Regions from separate parts of the Mus musculus genome. Here regions 1, 2, 4, 5, 6 and 7 are each linked to region 3. Evidence: chromatin contacts called from public HiChIP or PLAC-seq and promoter capture Hi-C data. All regions are on one chromosome and are shown on one strand. Each heading gives the region's core, a stretch centred on a gene start, on an enhancer-like site or on the middle of the called end of the contact. The rest is flanking DNA. Distances are from core to core; before and after follow the strand shown. Region 1 holds the start of Ak9 (adenylate kinase 9). Region 2 overlaps Cep57l1 (centrosomal protein 57-like 1). Region 3 holds the start of Scml4 (Scm polycomb group protein like 4). Region 4 holds the start of Zbtb24 (zinc finger and BTB domain containing 24). Region 5 holds the start of Mical1 (microtubule associated monooxygenase, calponin and LIM domain containing 1). Region 6 holds the start of Crybg1 (crystallin beta-gamma domain containing 1). Region 7 holds the start of Cd164 (CD164 antigen).

Evidence for each region. Promoter capture Hi-C pulls out the DNA fragments that hold promoters and counts their contacts. HiChIP or PLAC-seq counts read pairs in DNA pulled down with a chosen protein or histone mark. Capture Hi-C pulls out chosen DNA fragments and counts their contacts.
Region 1: a promoter capture Hi-C map of liver shows a contact between it and region 3, with 4 times the contacts expected there. The contact joins the promoter of Ak9 here to the promoter of Scml4 in region 3. A contact is called at or near these places in 2 of 39 promoter capture datasets (liver and neutrophils).
Region 2: a contact with region 3 is called in a promoter capture Hi-C map of hematopoietic stem and progenitor cells, with 4 times the contacts expected there. The contact joins the enhancer-like site here to the promoter of Scml4 in region 3. A contact is called at or near these places in 5 of 39 promoter capture datasets (hematopoietic stem and progenitor cells, hippocampal neurons, liver and 1 more) and 1 of 115 datasets of contacts at active chromatin or transcription factors (double positive thymocytes).
Region 4: a contact with region 3 is called in a promoter capture Hi-C map of liver, with 3 times the contacts expected there. The contact joins the promoter of Zbtb24 here to the promoter of Scml4 in region 3.
Region 5: an H3K27ac HiChIP or PLAC-seq map of double positive thymocytes shows a contact between it and region 3, with 6 times the contacts expected there. The contact joins the promoter of Mical1 here to the promoter of Scml4 in region 3. A contact is called at or near these places in 3 of 39 promoter capture datasets (liver, neutrophils and pre-B cells), 3 of 115 datasets of contacts at active chromatin or transcription factors (double positive thymocytes, memory CD8 T cells and regulatory T cell precursor) and 2 of 9 other capture datasets (adipose tissue and liver).
Region 6: a promoter capture Hi-C map of liver shows a contact between it and region 3, with 3 times the contacts expected there. The contact joins the promoter of Crybg1 here to the promoter of Scml4 in region 3. A contact is called at or near these places in 3 of 39 promoter capture datasets (the 3T3-L1 cell line, hippocampal neurons and liver) and 1 of 115 datasets of contacts at active chromatin or transcription factors (large pre-B cells).
Region 7: a promoter capture Hi-C map of adipose tissue shows a contact between it and region 3, with 3 times the contacts expected there. The contact joins the promoter of Cd164 here to the promoter of Scml4 in region 3. A contact is called at or near these places in 1 of 39 promoter capture datasets (liver), 2 of 115 datasets of contacts at active chromatin or transcription factors (double positive thymocytes and thymic regulatory T cells) and 1 of 9 other capture datasets (adipose tissue).

The regions. Positions count from the first base shown.
Region 1 is chr10:41,302,609-41,305,308 of GRCm38.p6, forward strand. Ak9 (adenylate kinase 9) reads left to right here and starts at 1,326. Exons shown (of 40, transcript NM_001370813.1): 1 at 1,326-1,397. Fig4 (FIG4 phosphoinositide 5-phosphatase) reads right to left here and starts at 633. Exons shown (of 23, transcript NM_133999.1): 1 at 379-633. The coding sequence starts at 444.
Region 2 is chr10:41,750,894-41,753,593 of GRCm38.p6, forward strand. The region is part of intron 2 of Cep57l1 (centrosomal protein 57-like 1); the gene reads right to left. All of the region lies in intron 1 of BC048559 (cDNA sequence BC048559), which reads left to right. Among named protein-coding and RNA genes, the nearest start is that of BC048559, 5.5 kb to the left of the region's middle. Within about 2 kb of position 1,373, at least 76 of the 459 cell types and tissues checked have an H3K27ac peak or open chromatin away from gene starts, as enhancers often do. A contact at or near this core is called in double positive thymocytes and hematopoietic stem and progenitor cells, where this site is marked.
Region 3 is chr10:42,859,174-42,861,873 of GRCm38.p6, forward strand. It overlaps Scml4 (Scm polycomb group protein like 4), which reads left to right and starts at 1,339. Exons shown (of 9, transcript NM_172938.3): 1 at 1,339-1,680.
Region 4 is chr10:41,448,974-41,451,673 of GRCm38.p6, forward strand. It overlaps Zbtb24 (zinc finger and BTB domain containing 24), which reads left to right and starts at 1,385. Exons shown (of 7, transcript NM_153398.3): 1 at 1,385-1,557; 2 at 2,116-2,700. The coding sequence starts at 2,147.
Region 5 is chr10:41,474,964-41,477,663 of GRCm38.p6, forward strand. It overlaps Mical1 (microtubule associated monooxygenase, calponin and LIM domain containing 1), which reads left to right and starts at 1,351. Exons shown (of 24, transcript NM_138315.2): 1 at 1,351-1,577. The region is part of intron 1 of Gm51797 (a long non-coding RNA gene); the gene reads right to left.
Region 6 is chr10:44,147,393-44,150,092 of GRCm38.p6, forward strand. Crybg1 (crystallin beta-gamma domain containing 1) reads right to left here and starts at 1,436. Exons shown (of 22, transcript NM_001368305.1): 1 at 1,201-1,436. The coding sequence starts at 1,367.
Region 7 is chr10:41,518,074-41,520,773 of GRCm38.p6, forward strand. Cd164 (CD164 antigen) reads left to right here and starts at 1,427. Exons shown (of 6, transcript NM_016898.2): 1 at 1,427-1,627. The coding sequence starts at 1,462.

The DNA.
Region 1 (2,700 bases), core at 76-2,575, 1.6 Mb before region 3:
GAAATCGCAAAATAGAAGCTACCTGGGCCAAGTTCACATTTTTTTTCATACCCCCTGACTTTACTGTAAGGAGTGGACTCAAGAACTTCAAGATTATGGGAAAGCAGAAAAGAGGAACTCTTTCAGAAGCTGTGTGCAGTTCCTGTGTGCCACAGCACCTGTCTGCACGCACTTCTTCCAGCCAGCCACATGTTCCTAAGCAAGACAGACCTGCAAACCATCCAGTGCTTGACTGCATGGCCCTGGCGGCCGAGCCTGCAGCGGCGCTGGGAGGAGAGGAGGGAGTACGGGGTGCTGCCTCTTCCCGACGACCCCACAGGGTGCCCCGATCCCCGCAGCGCAGTCCTCCCGCCCCGTCCCGTCGTTGTGGGTACTCACAGCTCTGGTCTCATACAGCACCAGCTTCTGGACCGAGCTGATGATGGGGGCAGCGGCCGTGGGCATGGCTCCAGCCAATGGCGGCCCCGCCACAGGGCACCAGGCCGCGGCCCAGGTCGTGACAGCGGCGGGGTTCCCCCTGGAGACAGAGCGAGGAGACCCCGCAGACCTCCAGCACACCAGACACAGCTGACAAAAACAGTGTCAGAACACCAAACGTTCAGCAGCGGGCTCGCCGGCTGCTTCCGGATTCCCTCAGCCCCGCCTCCCAACCAGCCCAGCCCAAACCGGAGGGGCGGGGCTACAGGATCACGGGGTTGCTGAGGGCGGACGCTAAGGGTGCCATCTTTCTTAAGGGCAGGCAAAAAAAAAAAAAAGAAAGAAAGAAAAAGAACCTGACTTATGTTGACCTTTAAAGAAAAGAAATCAGATGATTGGGTTCTCCTTTTGGAGCGGTTTCTCCGTGTTGTAATTGGTCTGTTTCTTCCTATATACTCTTTATTTTCCCGAAACCTGTCTCCTGGATGCCTGTGATTTTCCCCTGTTTTGTCGCCTATTTTATCTCCACGAAAGTCAATAAAGTTAATATTGTGGCTGTATGGCCCACAAATCTTTCTTAATTACATAAATGTGGCGCCTTTGGTATTTGCACATTTTATGTGTGAGGCTAACGGTCTGAATTCTAAAAGGGACCGTGCTGTGTAGGGCGAGCGCGCTGCTGTTAAGAGTCAGTTCTAGTTAAGATAAGGTTTTCGCGTTTGCTGTCTGGGCATAAGTAGGTAATATATGCACTCGCTCTGTTGGTCACCTCTACACTTTGGGAAAGGTGTTTTATAATTATGACTACATTTAAACACAGGCTTAAGAATTCACTTTGAATTACAGCTCCACCTCCCGAGGCCCCGCCCTCCAAGAGGCTCTGCACGCCGCCCACAGGTTTCCAAGGCAACCGCCTAACAGCTACCTAGAGCCTCAGTAGAGCCTCAGAAGATAGCTGCTGTCGCGTCCCCGGTCCACAGGTAAGCAGAGGCAGGGAATTGTCCACATTCTGGGTGCATTTTGCCATCAGTTGCAGGAAAGTACACTTCCGGCGGGGACCCCACACCAGTTGCTTTTCTTGCAAAGTTAAACCACGATCTCTTCATAAATCGACTTTTCAAAACCAGTTCTCCTTTTAGCTAAGGTATTTATCTCACAAATGCGGACTAAAGACTTGCCTGCCCCAAAGGGTAACAGTGGCCGCTAAAGTAGCACAGGCAGGAAGTGCTAGGTTTCACAGGGACCCCTCGCTATATTCCAGAATTCACCGCTAGAGGGCTCTCATACTGAAAAGAAAAAGGTAATTATTAAAATACAAACAAATAGCTGAAGAGGATATTAAAGTTTGCTGTAGATTCAAGGCAGGACGTTACAAGGTTTTTAGAGTATGATTATCTATTATCTATTATTGGTTTTGTTTCAGTTTGATATATCTTTTTTATTGAGAAACTAGAAAGAAAGAGGGCAGGAGTCTCAGTTATGGCATTTTATGCTGGTGGGGGGGTGGGGGGGTACGTGCGTGTGCGTGTAAGCCAGAGGCTAAGCCAGCAAGCCCCAGAGATCCACTTATCTCCATCTTGAACTGCATCTTTTAACTTTTCCATTTCACAATGGAAACCAGCTCTTCCCAATGCAAGCTAAACATCTGCAGAGCATTTTGGTTTAGGAAAGTCACTTTTTAAAAATAAATAGTTCTGATTTTCAAATATTGTTTTCCATTATTATTTTATACTACAATGGAGCACTTCCCTTTGAGAATTTTCTTAGTTTACATCACCCAGGAGCCAAACTGATAACAAACAAATGTGCCAAGTTGTTTCTATAAGGGTGATCCCAGGAACAGAAGCTGGGCAGGGAGGGGCTCTTGGAAAAGGGGGTATTGTCACACAAGCTTCTCTGTCAGCTAAACTCACTGGGAAATGGGGAGTACATACCTTGGAACCATTCCCTTTCGGGGGAGCAGGCGGGGAGGGACGTTGTGTTTACTCGCCAACTCCCGTGTATTACTGGTTGAAGCCTGCTAGGCAGAGCTCGGTGTCTTGGAACTTCCAATTTGCCTGAGCTCAAACAGAGGGGACGTGGCAGCTGGAGGAAGTTCATGGACAGAGCCCACATGCTGGTATCCAAAAGTCCAGCAGTGACCTAGAAAAGTTGCCTGACATGCATGAGGAGAGATCTGCTGTACTCCACCCTGTAACCACTCACACCCACTGTCCCCACACCAAGGTCACACCAGCCCAGCCCATCACCAGTCCCTGAAGACAGTAACTCGAGAAGTTAATG
Region 2 (2,700 bases), core at 123-2,622, 1.1 Mb before region 3:
CTTAAACATCAGATGGCTCCCAACCCCCTGGAACTCTAAGTCCATGGGATCAGCTATGTTCTTCTGGCCTCTATGGCCTCCACCTACATTCCTGTACATACACACATACATACAAATGGAAAATAATGTAAGTCTTGAGCAGTCTTAAGAAGAAAGGTAACGCTGCTGTCTGGTTCTGGGTTGGAAGCACTATGATGCTCTCTCTATCTTCCACCTTCCCAGCATGGCTGGCTGGCTGTCTCTCTGGGGACTATTGTAGCTTTGCAGTAACTGTCATGGTGTGTTTAGGTGTGACTCTCTTTTTCCATAGCCCTATTTGGGATTTATTTATCTTCTAAAACCTTCCTACATCAGTGTGAGAAATGTCCCAGCTGTCACTGATTTTGACTATTGCTTCTCTGTGGGATGGTAAAACCATGACAAGAAGCTTGGTAAGGTAGAGTGGGTCTGAGACCCAGAGACCTGGTGGACATATACCTGAGATTTAGGCAACTCCACCGCTCCCTGCCAGATTCCAGGCCTGGAATACAAGTCGCACTCGACACATAAGGAAGCTTGATCTGTGGTCATGTAGGCACAGAACAGAGTTCTCCATGCTAATGAAGTACCTACAGGCCCTGAGGGTTTAGCCAATAAGCTTCCCTTTCCAGACATTCTATCTCCCAGCAAAAGGTATTTAATCTCGGGTCCACCCGAGAAGTTGGCATGGTACGGTATGTATCCATTTTCCACGATGAGCAGTCGTCAATAAACAGCTTAGAACAGTGGACTGTCTCTTTCATCAAGATCTGCCGTGGGGAGCCATGAAGAAGGCATTTGACTACCGCGCTTAATTCTCCTGTAGAAGGCTTCTCTGCGCTTCAAGCCACAACCACCACAAAGCTAAGGACAATCACTGCTGAGTTAAACCAGAGCTCCCCTTGGTCCCCACCCCAGACTAGATGCTGTCCTCAGCCCGCAGGCCCCTGACTCTGTTCCCAACTCCTCGAGACTCAGTGACACCCAGATGCCCATGAGTTTGGGTGCCCCCAGTCCCAGCCCCATTGAGGCCCTGTGGACCCCCAATACTTTGTTCCTGATTTCCGGGGGCCCAGAAGTCAGCTTCGGCCTTCTCATACCTCAGCCTGCACTTCCACTCTGGGAGTGGCGTCTCTGCTTCCTTGAAGCCCAGCACCTGCCTCAGCGTCTGAGTCAGCTCTGTGGGAAGCGCAGCCAAACTCCCTGCAGAGGCAGGCGGAACAGGACGGTTTTTCTCTAATCTCACTGGACATGACTTCACTTTCTTAGAGGTTGCTGAGTTTGAGTCTCAGTCACTCACTCTCCAGCAAGCCAAGAATGCTCTAACTTTTAGGAGGTAATCACTGGGGGCGGGCTTTGAGAGGAGCGCCTAGCCACACTTCCTGTTCTACTTCCTGTTCCTAACTGCTGGGTGGGCCTCAAGCTCCAGCCGCCTTGCCCCCCCGACCTTGGTGGGCTCTGTCCTCTGGAATGGTAAACAGAAGCAAAGCCGTCATTCTAAAAGTAGCTTGCTAGCAGCATATTCTTACAGAAAAGTCTCTCGACAAACTTACTTTTCTTTGATAATTTGAGAACTCAATCTCTGTCATGTGTGGGGTCTGCTACCTGTTTGCAGTGGCTGGTTAATTTATGGTCAGCGATTTCGTTTTTGTGAGTGGGTCTTGCTCAAAGCACCCAGATCATGAACTTAAGAGCCTCCCTCCTCAGCCTCCGGAGAGCAGGGATTACAGGTGTGATCACAGTGCATCTTGGAATTTCCATTTCATATGTCTTCATTTTTTGCATTACAGCCAGGCCTTGCACATCCCTAACTGGTACTCCACCAGTGAGCCTTATTGTAGAATTCTTGGTTTTCAATTAATTTCATAGAACTGAGGAATTCTTTGAAGTTCATGTTTAAATCATTCTGGGAATGTCGCTCAATGGTGGAGTGCTTCCTACCATGTGAAAGCCCTTGCTCTGACTTCCTACGTCACACACAAAAAAGACTCTTCTGCAAAGGTGATTTATGCTCATTCCCGATAGGTCTCTGCAATACCCAAACCCCATTAAAACAAACTTTTAGGTGGAGACCTTGGGGGTGGGGGTGGGAGGCTGGGCACAAATTCAGACACAGCAAGGGCTGTGATGGGAAGTTCTCAGGACAGGTCTATATTGGGGATTGGTTCCAATGCTTTGAAATAACCTGGTCCTCAAATTGGGAATCTGCATGTCCAAATGCTGAAGGTCCTTGTCCCCGATTGGTTTTTGATCGATTAATAAAGATACCAGCGGCCAATGGCTGGGCAAAGGGATATGGGGCAAGACCCTTAGATTTGCATGGGCTAGGGCGAGAGGTGGGGGAGGGAGGAGAAGGAAGACTTGGGGGAGAAGGATGGGACATAAGAGCTGCAGGAGAGAAAGCCAACAAGCCATGTAAGAATGCAGGAAAGTGGCCAATTCGGGGATTAGGGTGACAGGCGGAAGTTTAGGAGTCTCAGGAATACTGCAGGAGGTCATTTGCTATTAAGGGAAGGTTTAGGAGTGCCCAGCCTTTGAGCTAGTCACACATGTCAAAAATTAGATGGTGTATGTGTGTGTGTGTGTACGCGCCTGCATGCATTCGACCCACTGGGAGCCAAGTGGTGCAACCCTTTACAGCTACAGGTGTACTCATTGTAAAGCCAGGGATAAACATGGGAG
Region 3 (2,700 bases), core at 89-2,588:
ACTTTTCCATTTCTACATCATGAATTTCAGTCCAAAGCCAGTCCCATAACCCTAATAATTTCTACTTGGGCCAAACTGTCTGTATCTTTCATAAAATAGAAATTTATTGAGAGCTTCTATGGGCCAATCTTGTTTCACTAATCAGCCTTTGATTCCCTTGGATGTCAAAGGGGACACATACTACACTGTTGGTACAAATTTTTGACTCTTTATGGCACTTGGTAGGAATGGAGACTGCCATCCAAGCTGGGCCAGGCCCCGGCCAGCCTGGGAACCACCTTGGGGCAGAGGAGTCAGGGCTGTGGCAGGCAGCGGACCTAGGCAGAAAGGACACATGCCACCCAGGGAATTCCTTCTTTCTTAGTAAGGATAATGCTTTGACTTAAAAAAAACATCAATTTCCTGTATCTATTTAATTTGAGGGGACAAATTTACTTCACACTACATATGCATTCAAATTGTAGGTCCTTTTTAATTTTTCATACTCAGTAACTGGCTAAGCTGTGACCCAGACCTTCCAAATTAGTTTAATGTCAGTCCTGGCTACAAGCATGCTCCCTGTCCCTAAAAGCAAACCCGGTAGACAGCCTGTATTTGTAAACCAGGTATCTTATAAGACACACTTGAGACACATCCCATTTCCCCAGATGAGTCAAGTCAGCAGCAGAAAACCTCGACTCACTTTATAAAAAGAAGGGAGGAGAAAAGGCACCTTCTCTGGTGTAAACTGGTTTAGTGGACAGGCAGTGGGTATGGAGGAGAGACAGCAGCCCTTTCCCAGGCAGGTCCCAAGAGTGTTTGGGCATGGAGAAACACTTCCAGATGTGCACACACAGATGTGGATTAAACGTAGGATAGGCAGCTTTAGAGCTAACAGGTACAGCCACAGTGTGTCATCAGTACAGGTCCACACCTCTGACAACACACAGGCTTTCTGTTGGTATACCATTGTTCTTTCTTTCTTCTTCTTTTCCCCCCAAAGCCAAACATTAGCCTTGTCAGATCGTAACAGTCTTATAAGCCTGGTGTGGCCCTCACTGCTGCAAGACTGGGACAAAGAGATGATGTTACAGTCTGGTTTCTATGGCAACGGAGGAGGGGTAATGAAAACTGAAATGCAGGAAACACCCATTCTGACTATTGTGACATAATTCAGTTTCTTACAAGGAAGTAACTATCTAAGAAGCAGAAGTATCATTACCTGGCGGCTGCTGTTCACAAAAAGCTGTGCTGTGTATTTCTCTTAGCTGGTCTGTCTGTACAGAGGAAAGAAATAACACACACACACACACACACACACACACACACACACACACACACACACACACACAGAGTCCTCGCTTTCTGCATGTAAAATGTGTGTGTGTTCTTTAGAAGCCAGCGGTTGGCTGGTTTTCCGGACATGATGTGGTTGAAGCTGTCATCGTAATGGAAATTCACTGCTGTAGCTATGGTAAATCGAGTGTTCTGCCTGTACTGAATGCATTAGTCTAATGAGATGTTTGCAGCGGCGGCGAGCTGGGCTGCTGGCGACTAGCTGTGAGGCAGGCGTAGCACACGGGTGGAAGATAGCTTGTGCCATACTCGCAGTGTGTGTGCAGGAAGTCACCTGTCTTCTAAGCCACCACTCCAGACCTCAGCAAGCAACACCCTGGTCAGGGCTCTGTGACCAAGCTGTAGGTAAGGGAGACGCATGCTGGCGGGTGTGCTGTGGTACATTGTATGGCTCCTTCTCTTTGGGCTGGCGGCACAACAGGTTACCTGCTTTAGTTTATTTGGGAGGGTTTGCATGCCTGCCTCTCTGGCAATGCACGAGTGTCTGGTGCTAAAACTACTGAGCCCGGTGGGTAAACTTCGGATCCTAACATGCAAAATATAATGTTTGATTTTTTTTAACTATATATCAAAGGGAGATTTAAAGTAAAAACACAGTTTATAACCATTTTTGACATGTATACACTTAACCTCTCTTTAAGTCTATATGTAAATATGTGCAAATTTTTTATTATTTCAAACATGAATATGGTTTTTTTCCTAATAATAATTTTGTCTTATTTTGTATTATTAATTTAAAATTTGTAGTATGGATTAGGTTACAAATATTTACCTAAAATTGATTATTAAAATTGGCTGTGATATAAGCACTCATCAAAGCATTTGTTTTCAAATTGAATTTTATTTACTTGTGTTGAATGCTGCAGATGGGATATTTCATGTGTTTTTGTTGGTTGCTGATGTACCAGTCATAGATAAGGAGAGTATTAATTGTTTGCAAGTTCCTGCTATTAGTTTTTTTAGGAGGAAATAACTAACAGGTTAGTATGGAATGTTTGGAGTTTCCCCAAGTTCAAAGACAAAGTCACCTCCTCCCCTCACACAGTCCTATGTGACCCCAAATAGCTTCCACTCATTCTGCCTGCAGCCCCGGGTGTCGTCTACAGGTTGCTCTGCGGATGGACAGGACCAGTGGGTATGGCTGCTGAGTTAGCAGTTTTCACTCATCATTGATGCGCTTGAGTCTAAGTTCTTGCCGTTATTTTCGACAATAAGCCAGAGGTGGCGGCTTGCTGTGTTGTCTTTCTAGGGTCATGACATTTCTCAAGAGGGCTAGGACCATCAGCAGCTCTCTGAGAAATGGGGCTTTGTAGCTGGGATGCTTGAAAAGTGATCCAGATGTGGTTGTTGTGTGTTCCATGTTTT
Region 4 (2,700 bases), core at 135-2,634, 1.4 Mb before region 3:
ATAACCAGTTTCTCCTTTAAATAGCAGCTTATTCGATAAATTTGATCTAGTTTTGGCTCTGTGGAGTTTTTATTGCATTGTTTTTACTGCAATTCTTTCAGCAGAAAACCAAACAAAAACCTATGTGAAAGCAAAGTTGAAAGACTGACCCTTGTTCTTTCTGTCTTTTTATCATTATTATCATTATCATTATTATTATTATTTTCCTCTCGGTGCTGAGGGCAGAATCCAGAACCCAGTGCTCTATCACTGAACAAAATCCCCAATCCCACAACCACCCTTGTTCCTTCTGGAGTGCAGAAGTCAAGCAAAGCTCTCCTGGCATCCCACTCGGACGCCCACATATCTGACCGATTTCGAGGGAGCTCTGGATAGAGTGCACTAGATAACTCTGTAAAGATAAGGGGGAAACCACAGAGCTCATACCTGTGTGGTATGAGCTGCTTTTGTGAGACCCCAACTTAGAGCGTTTCTCCCTGGAAGGTAAAGCCCCTAGACGTTCCCCAAGCTTGTTTTCCCTGATCTCTAATGCGGAGACACTTAGGGAGACACTTCGTCCTCAGCTAGCTGATAATAAAACCTCTTGCAGTTTGCATCAGGTGTGGTTTTCTCTCGGGACACTGGGGTGCTGGCCAGCTCATCCCGGGACTTGAGCGGAGGCCCAGCTTTGGGGGTCTTACACTTTTAATAAAAACTAGTAAGAAAGAAAGAGTCCGGCTGGTAATTCCATCTTTAGTTTCCAAATTGTGGGCAATATAGATGGCAAATTTATAATCTGGAAGTGGACAAAGTAGAGATAATTAGGTACACGCGATGCATAAACGCTGAGCGGAAGCTGCTGGCACAGTTGGAGTAGGTCCGGAACGAATCTGAGCGGGACTTAGGAGCATTGGTCCGGAACACAGAGCCACAGCAGATCCTACCCAGGTTTTTATTTAGAGAACTCTCCCATACCCATAGGTCTCAGAGGGAGCGACACTGTCCTGAGACAACTGAAACCCTCAATAGTCTCTCAGAAGTGCCATAAATCTAAATAAAAACAGCGGTCGTTTCGGTCTTTTTAGCCAAGCCAAGCACTTACTAAGCTCATTCTAACCGTACCAGGTAGGTTAACACCTCCATTTTATGGATAAACACAGAGCTGAGGATGAGTAACTTGGGAAGGAAAGCGAGGAAGAGGATTCATTCAGGAGGTAAATATCTGCTGATTGAAGCCACCGCCGTCTTTATGCTCAGCATCTAATCAGCGGATGTGGTGTCTACTGAGGTCTAAAGGAAACTCAGCGGGGTAACTGGAGGTAAATTTCCGCAGATTGGCAGGTTTCCGCACCAGACCCTCCCTTTCCGGATTCCACAGCAAAGCCCGCCCTCGGGGCGGGGCTCCGGGGTCACGTGATGCTACGGCCCTTGTGCGCGCTTCCGGGTTGACAGACGCCGGGAGTCCGGAGCTACAGCGTAGTGGTGGCGGGGGCGGGGACCGGCGACAGGCCCGGTTAGTGCCCTCTGGGCAGCCGGGTGGGCTGACCGTAGCAAGTCCCTGCGGGGCGGCCCTGACAGGTAGGTCCGCGGCCGGTTGGTTCGGCCCGGGGCCTTGGGCCGCGGAACGTCCGCGGGACTCAGGCCCCAGGCCTGGGACGGAGCTCCGGGCGCCGCTGCTCAGAGCGGGGCCTCTGAATCCGCGCGTTATTTCACCGTAGATCTCCCTTGCGTGGGTTCGTTCCCATATTTCTCATATATGTTCCTATAGTCGAAACAGCTATTCCGTGTGTAGCATCGAGGCAGCACACCCCCAACTCCAACTTTGTGCCGCCACACTTTGAAAGTTTAATTACAAAGTTAACGGACCGGAGGGCCGTACAGACTTTTGAACCCGTTCTCTAATTTCCAGAGGAAATTCCCCACCGTAAGAGGTTATGTGGGTACTGGAGAGGCATCCAGCAGGGTAGCCGCAACAAGGGGAGGAACCCAAGGCTTGGCTTTCCAAGTAGAGTGTAGAAGGTGATAATGTAAAAAAAAAAAAAAAAAAAAAAAAAAAACTGGGTTGTGACAGCTGGAACACGAACAGTCTAGTTAGGCAATACTTCTTCCTAAATAAACATTGATTTTTTATTTCAGATTTAAGCCTCTTCAGAGTCTTCTGGAGAAAATGGCAGACACAACCCCGGAGCCTTGTGGGCAGCTTATGGTACACTCAGACACTCACAGTGACACTGTGCTGGCCAGTCTGGAGGATCAAAGGAAGAAGGGCTTTCTTTGTGATATTACTTTAATCGTGGAGAATGTGCATTTCCGAGCCCATAAAGCCTTGCTGGCCGCCAGTAGCGAGTATTTCTCAATGATGTTTGCGGAAGAGGGCGAGATTGGCCAGTCTATCTACATGCTGGAAGGCATGGTTGCAGACACCTTTGGCATCCTGCTGGAATTTATCTATACAGGTTATCTACATGCCAGTGAGAAAACGACAGAGCAGATCCTGGCTACTGCTCAGTTCTTAAAAGTCTATGACCTGGTAAAGGCATACGCAGACTTCCAGGATAACCATAGCGCCCCAAAGCCACCAGCTTTGAACTGCACTGGGACGCCAGTGGTGGTTATTTCCAATAAGAAGAACGATCCTCTGAAACGGAAACGGGGAAGACCAAGAAAAGCCAATGGTTTGCAGGAAGGGAGATCAGAACTGGCTGCAGAGGGAGAGCTGCA
Region 5 (2,700 bases), core at 101-2,600, 1.4 Mb before region 3:
TTGCTCATAGAGCCACACAACCCTGTTTGGCTACAACTGAAAGTCTCTGGGGGAACCTGGGTCTTTGTAAACAAGACACAGTAAGTTGCTGTAGTCCATCTGCTAATAAAAGGGAGAGGCATGATCCTGAAAGCCGGAAGCCCATCTCTACTGGGCTTTTTAGAACATTTTTTACACTGTGTGTTTAAGTATGGGTGTGTATGACATTCTGCAAATTTGTTCCAAGCAAAATGATGTCACTCTCAGGAACACAAGTGGGCCCAGCTCAAAGGCTTCCTGGCTTCCAAAGTGTGTGGCCTGGCTGGATTGTTGGCCTCTCCTGGCAGAGGGCTGGCATTTCCTCTTGCTTCTCTCTCTGCCTTCTTATCAGCTGCAGCTGTGTGTGTTTAGAGCTCAGGACTTACTGGGTACCCCAGTATATCTGGACAAAATGCAAAATGATTTATTCAAACACAAACCCAAAAAGATAGCCACTGGACCTTGGCTTTTGTTGGTCCCTGGACCTCAAGAAGAGAGATGTAGCCATTTTTTCCTAGGTTAAGCACTTCTGGGGTAGCGATTTTACTTCCTCATGATGTCAAACCTTATTTCAGTCCCGTGGTTTAACAGTGGTAGGTTGGGATCCAGAAAGGCCTGGGGCTGATAGCATCCATGCCACTGGCTGGTGAACATGTGCAGTCATGAAGCCTCATTGACATTTCAGTAAAATAGGTTTTGTTAATGCTCATGCAATAAATGAGAACTGCTGTTTTATTAACTTTAAAGCTGCTTGATTTTGAACAATTCCTTTCATGCTACAATTTCTTAACAGGAAATACTAAGAATTTGATTCCAAAGTTCCCTAGCATTGTCTGAGTCTTGACTTTAGTTCTGCACATTGAAGTTTTATCCTCTCCCACATACCCTTACCATCCTGTTTTTCTTAGTTGAAAACACACACACACACACACACCTGGTTGTGTGTGTACCTGGTTGAAAGATGTGGACCAGGACTTTAAGCTTTGTCTTTAGCCTGAGCCTGGGAGCCAGCCGACCTGTCCCAGGAGAGATGGACCCCCGCAACTGGATCGCCTGTGGCGCCAGGGGTGTGAATTTATCGGTGGGAGAGGTGAAGAGAGCTCAGACATCTGGCGCCACTCTCGGTTCTTGCAGCTTCAATAAACTTCTTGCCGGAGGCCTGCGCCCGCTCGGCCAGCTCTTGGAAGTGGCCTACAGCGTGGGTACCACCGGGGCGGACTCAGGCACGGTCACTCAAGTCTCTGCTCTCCCTGTCCCTGCCTGGCCAGACCGTTTGGAGGCCCCCAGCAGCCCCTGGTGTAGGCAGAACCACGCCCTACAGCACCACCCGGCAGGCGTGGGCGGGACCCAGGCTGTCCCCAGAGGAGGACTGCGGAGTACGGAGGTTCGGAGTAAGTCTTCCTCTGTGCTCTGCGCTGGCGCTGCGGTCCAAACTCTTTGGAACTCCCCGGTTTCTGCCACCAGGCATCTCTTGCTTTCCCTGCGCCACCCCTTCCTCTGCCCCTAGGCCTGGGACACCCTTCCGACAGGAAGCGGCTCTTCCAGCCCCAGAAACGCTGGTAAGTAATCCAGCGATGCCTGCTGTGCGTCCTCCTGCTCGCTGGGCTGGGGGTGAGGATAAGGAAGGGGGTGGGGAGCGCTTCCGGGGAAATGGGGTAGGGAGCCACGCCTGGCTGGTTTGGCGGGTCCTCTTGCCGGCCCTACCCAGATGAGCGCCTTTGTGCAGATTTTGCTGTCTAGAGTATTGGGAGCTCTCACCCCCGCTGCTCAAGGTCCAGCTCTCCATCCCTTTAGACGCTCCACCAATGGCACATCCTTTGTGCTTGTTTCCAGTCTGGGTACCTCTTTTATTTCCTTTAGCAGAGGTCGCTCCAACCCCCAGTCTCCCACTTCCAAGAGGGACTCCTGTCCTTTCTGAAGATCTATCCACTCTTGTCCTAGTGACCCCCTAGGGCAACCTTTGCCTCCTCCTACTACGCGGGCAATGAAGGGGCTGCTGGGGGATGATAGATCGGCCCACAACCCCCCCACCCCACCACCTAGTTGCCTCTCCCACCGAGAGCAACCCATCCCCCCATACTCTTCATCTCTTCCGGTGGCAGCGTGAGAAAGCCCTCCAAGAGCCCTTAAGCTGCGTGTGGGCTGGAGGGAAGGAAAGGGGTACAAAGAGAGGCCTTGTCTCCAGAGATTCCTGGGAGAGCACAGAGGAACGCCGTGGGAGTGAGGCTAGGGGTCGATTAGATGTGAGGGTCTGCGGAAGGGGTTGCTAACCCCACTCCTTCCCACAGCCCGTTGGAGCAGCGACGCAATCTCTTCTCAGGGGAAGTGTTTTGACCACAGTGAGTCAGAAGGTCTGTCATGCAGACAACAGTCACAACATTCTCAGGCTATTTGTGAGGGTAGTTTGGGTGGCTGAGAAGTGGAATCTACACAGGCAGTGTTGCCCCTTGTCAGGAGGCAAGCACGTGGAAAAGAACTTTGCCTTTGGGGAGAGGCACATCCTACAACCAGCGTGGCACTAAGTTCGCCAAAGGGCGCTGGCGAACAGAGACTTAGGAAGAAATGGGTGTGTGTCTGTGAGGCAGCCGCAGTTGAACTGGGGTGTTAGTTCCTGCTGTCTACAAGAAGGGAAACCTCCGCCCCCACCCCACCCCTGGCAGCCCGCTGAGAAACTCCCCCGTG
Region 6 (2,700 bases), core at 186-2,685, 1.3 Mb after region 3:
CTTGACATTATTTCCTAAGTAAGATATTTCACCACCACGTATACAGCACTTATAGCATATTCGGTATTAAGAATGTTCTAGAGATGATGAGGGATGGGGAAGGAAGCTGTGATGGCAACACAGCCTGAATTCCCAGTGCCCGGAAGGCTGTGGAATGAGGGTGAAGGTTCCGTTGGGTCTGGGCTAAACCTGGGACTCTAAGTGATAATGAAAACAACAACAATAAAGTCTGTGCTAGGACCTGGGCGCAGTGGAAGCTGCACTGATCATCTGGCCGTCTGCTTTGAACTTCTAGAACTTCCTCCCAGGTGGAGTGAAATGCTTGTAAAGATGCCCAGACTAGAAAAATATCCCAAGGGCTGGCAAGTACATTTGTTTCCAGAGCTTTTGTTAACACAGAGTTCCTCGGAGTTCTGAAGGACAGAATGAAGTGTTTCCTGATGGCCTAAAACACAGAAAGGTTCGAGAAGGAAAATCTACTTGTCACTTTGGTATCAGTTTGTTTTCTCTTGAATAAAATACCAAGAGTCGTGTGTTATTACATTTTGATAGACAGGAAACTAACCATCAATTCTGATAGGATAACTGAAAGTTACACATGCACAATAAAACCAACACACACACACACACACACACACACACAATCTATGTATAATTTAAAACAGGAGCCAAGTTTTTTTCCTTTTGGTGTTGAGACGTGAACCTTGGGACTGTCACAAGCTGGGCCAGCACCCTGTCACTAAGGTACAGTCGCAATCCTTATATTTTAAGAACGAGGTACTCCCTGGTTTGGCTACTCACTGAGTCTCTGGGGGACATTTACCCCAAGGCCACCTTTTCTCTATCCATTTAATAGAGTCAGCTAGCCCCTCTACTTCCTCCTCCTCTGGATCTGTGAGAATAGTGGAGACTAATATCCATGAACATGAGGTACTTTACGATTAAGGCGCTAAAATTAGAGTATTTCCAGAGCTCCAAGGCATTCCTAAAGGCATTCATTTTTGATTCCAACCCTTGGCTGCCCTGCTTTTCTCAGCTGCAGGTGCAGACTTAAGAAAGTCAAAACTAAGGTCCCATGAATGAGACTCTAGAGTACAGGCTGAGGGTCCTGGACCCTGTGGTATAGTTTCGGGGCGGGACGAACTTTGCAAAACCGGCTGAGCCACGGAGCAGGAGGGGATCGGAACACTCAGCGCTTACCTGGTCTCCCCGAAAGCCCCGGGCGGGTGAGGGATAAACACCCCACAGCTGGACGATGGAGACTGCTTCTTCTTGGAGCGCCAGATATGGAAGGTGGGGTGTTTCTTGGGGGCCTTGGACGGGCTGGCCTCCCTGGGGTCGCCCTGCGATGGTGGCGACAACGGCATCTCCTCTTGTGCCTCTTCTGCGGGCTCAGACTCAGTCCTCCCCGGGGCCCAGCGGTGCTGGAAGAACTCACCTGGGCGCTCGCTTGCCTGCCCTATCACGCTCGGCGCCGGACCCCGCCCCCTTGCCCCTGCGAGGGACAGTGGAGGGTTAAAGGACAGCGACTAAGCAAGGCTGGGAGGCGGGAGCTGGCTGGGTCGCTCCACAGTGCCCCCGCGCGGCCAGGTGCAGAGGTCTCGGGAGCCTCGGGTACCACAATCCCGCCCCTCGCCCCCGGATGCGGCGCAGCGCCGCCCCCTACCGGACATGTCGGGAACTGCCCCCCCCCAACCGGAGCCTGGTCCGGTTTCTGTAATAGCAGGGGTGCAGCTGCAGTGGGTCACCCACTGGAGTTCCTTGGCAGCTCTTGGCAATCCGGCTGGCTGGGTGAGTGGCTGCTTAGCCAACCCCATCTGGAGAAGGATGGGAGAGGCACGTCCCCTGTCCAGGCCGCCCAGCAATTAGGACTCCTTCACTCTGGGTGGTTTGGGCAATCACGTGCTGGGCGGTTTGTGATGCTGTTTGTAAGCACGGGAGTGCCAACTTCTCCACTCTCCTCAAGAGTCTGAAGAATTAGTTTGGATTCGCATCCCGTAAAGCATCAAGGGATTAAAAACCACACGGAGAAGGACATTAGCGAAGCTTTGCAGTTCTGAAAGGGCTCAATATACGCCTCACAGTGAATTGAACGTCAGACCCATAAGGTATGCGTCACATCTTTTACTGCTAGTAACTTTCTTTACTTAAGCAGCACTAATATGCAAAGGCAGTGGTATTAAGCGAAGGAAGTTCAGTAACAATCCTTTGGACATCATTAACATACGAAGAGGCTTAAGACCACTGCTCTAAAACGGAATGCCACCACGCTGCAAAGCCTTCTTCTTCGCTTCTTTGCAGATGCAGCTCATGATTTCAATCCTTCACTTACTCATCCAGAGAACATGCATTATTATTCCATTATTTTCTTTACGTTTGTTACAAGATATAGACTACATTGTGGTTAAAGCATACAAATCATGGTGGGCCCAGGAACACATGCCTGTTATTCCAGCACTTGAGAGGCAGAGGCAGACAGATCTCTGTAAGTTTCAGGCCACCCTGGTGGTCTACAGAGTGAGTTCCTGGACAGCCAGAGCTACACAGAGAAACCTTGTCTCAATAAACCAAAACCAAAACAAACCAAAAAACATAACAAAAATGAAACAAAACAACAACAAAAGGAAAGAAAATACCTCCACTCGGTATTAGTGTGTGAAAATTATTTATATTCTTGCTTCTGGCCATTAAAAAATGTGT
Region 7 (2,700 bases), core at 177-2,676, 1.3 Mb before region 3:
CGTTTGAGAGAACAGCAGCTTCTCTAAAGCTCTTATGATGACTATTTGACTGCACCTTAATGCTAAGACCATTGATTTGGTCAGTCACAACCCACTGGCTCATATTTATTTTACAGAGTACACCCACAAAGGAACCACATTAAATTCATTACTGGCAGAAATAAGGGCTTTCAATCTTTCGCTAAAGTTGTAAAAATGCTTTTAGAGTCATTTTTTAAAATGCATACTACAGCGAAACAGACACCACCGAAACATCTGATATTCTTGTTATTAGGGTCACATGCATAATTAAAATTATGACATTAAAATTGTAACATAAAATATGGCAAACGCTAAACAATCAAGACAGCATAGTGCAAAACCCAGGGACTCTTGCATGAGGGACAATCGTTCTACCAAATGAACTACATTCCTAGCTCTACCTATCATTTTCAAGTCTCATTTAAAAAAAAAAAAAAAACCAAAACCACCTACTATAAGCATGTCAAGCGTTGATTATTTTGTGAGACCCGGCATCAGATGGCGCTCACGACTAAAGAGAGCCAGAGTCCGCCAACAGGCACTGAAAATGCCTGTTCTGCCACTATGCTATCCTAGTGTCAGGGTCAGGTCACTTTCCCCAAGTCTCATACTTCGTCGCTCGTGATGTGGGGATAGGAAGAGGCACGAAGGCTTTTCATCCCTAGCCGTCTTCCTCTCTGACCACAGTGATTGGGGCTGGGACAGATCGATCCCTACTGCGGATCTCTGAGTGACTCGGAAGAAGCAGGTGAGGCAAGGGCACCGGTGGCGGTTACGACAAGGAAGCGTCCGGGACAGATCACTTTCGGTCCCACCCACAGCTACGGGCACTGAACCAGTGGCCCGGCAAACTCTTGGATCCCGTGGTTCCGTCATTACTGAGTCCCCGAACTCTCAAAAACAAAAATTCACACTTAAAAATAAATCAAGCTTCACGGAAGAAAAGGCGGCTCCTACAGAGCCCTAGGCGAGCGCGGTCAGCAGAACTCAAGCTCAGCGGTCTCAGAGCCTCCGGGCTTCTTACCCGCAGCGCGCTACCGAGGGGTCACGTGACACCTCGCGGCCCGCCTCCCAGGCGGCGCAGGTGGACGCCCCTCGCTACGTCACGTGGGCAGTTCCATCCTTGCCAGGGCGGGGGGAGATCATCCGTGGTGCAGATGTGAGGAAAGCTCCATTGTGCCGCGCGTGATCCTCCCAGGACAAGAAGGACGGCTTGCGACGCACGGACTGCTGCCCTAGAGGTCTCCGCGGCCGCTTCTCTCCCTCCGGCCGGCTTCCTAGTGGTCTCGCCCGTTCCGCCCCGCCCCGCCGGGCTGCTCACGTGACCGGCGCGCGCTCCCGCGGGGCGGGCTTCTCGGGGGGCGGCGCCGCAGGGACGCAGTGCTAGACGGAGCCTGCTTTGCCGCAGCTTTTCTCCCGGACGCCTGGGCTGAAGACACAATGTCGGGCTCCTCCCGCCGACTGCTCTGGGCCGCCACCTGCCTCGCCGTGCTCTGCGTCTCGGCCGCGCAGCCCAACATCACCACCCTGGCTCCCAACGTGACCGAGGTGCCGACCACGACCACCAAAGTGGTCCCGACGACGCAAATGCCCACCGTGCTACCAGGTGGGCGCCCGCCGCACGCGCCGAGCCGGTGGGGACTCGCGCAACATGGCCGCCCGGCCGGAGGACGGCGGCCCGACGGGGTGGGGGGCGAAGGCGACAGGCGAGCTAGGCCGCGAGCGTTGCCCTCAGAGGCGCCATCCCCCCAAGCGCCTGGTAACTCCGCGCCGCAGCTCGGGACGGCGACGTGGCTTGCTTCCGCGGTGGCAGTTAGGAGTAATTGGACGAGGCGACGCGCCCCGCGGTCGGCGGGGTGCGCAAACTTTGGGCTCGTGGGACAGACTCTTGTCCTCCCCTCGAAACTTCTCCGGAAGTTTCTAATGAAGGAGTTCGGGATAGGTGGGGGACATTTAGAGATGAGTTGGGTGTCCCTTTGCCCCCTCCCACCAGCGAGCCTCCTGTAACTTCACGTTGACTTAGCTGAGCGGTGTTGGCTGTATCTGAGATTTGAGTGGTAAGGGAAGAACGAGGCTTGTGGCGGATGATGAGAAGTGAAACCTAGGGACATATAAAGAGCAAGATGTGATCTCCCGGGGGCCTGTGTTTTAAGGCTGTGGAGTTAGGTTGAAATTCAGTCTGTCCGTTTTTCTGAAATCCGATCAAGGAACACGCCTTTTGTTCAACTCTAGGGTTCGTTAAGGCTTGTACAAATTGGCATAGGCCGTGACGACGCAAATGAGACAGAAGGTAAATTTGAAGTAATGAGGTGAAAACACGACGTGCTTTAAGTTGGTTATTGCTCTTAATCTAGTAACTGCGCTTCTCAACCTAAAGATTGACTTGTCCTAGTGCCTTCTCTAGGGTTTTGGTTTTTTTTTTTTTTTTTTTTTTTTAATATGAATAAAACTAAGTAGTTCCCGATTTTTTGTTAGAAGGATGCTAGGGTAACAGATATTTTTAAATGAACAAAGTAAATTACAGAACAGTTCTGGGAATCTCTATCACGGTTAAAGTGATAAAGTAAAATATTGTTTGACTCCTACCTACTTGACAATTTCCTCCCAGACTTGTAATGTGTGGGTTCTTCATATTGTTTTAAGAGAAGCCTGGAAATACAAGTTAATTGCCTTGTATAA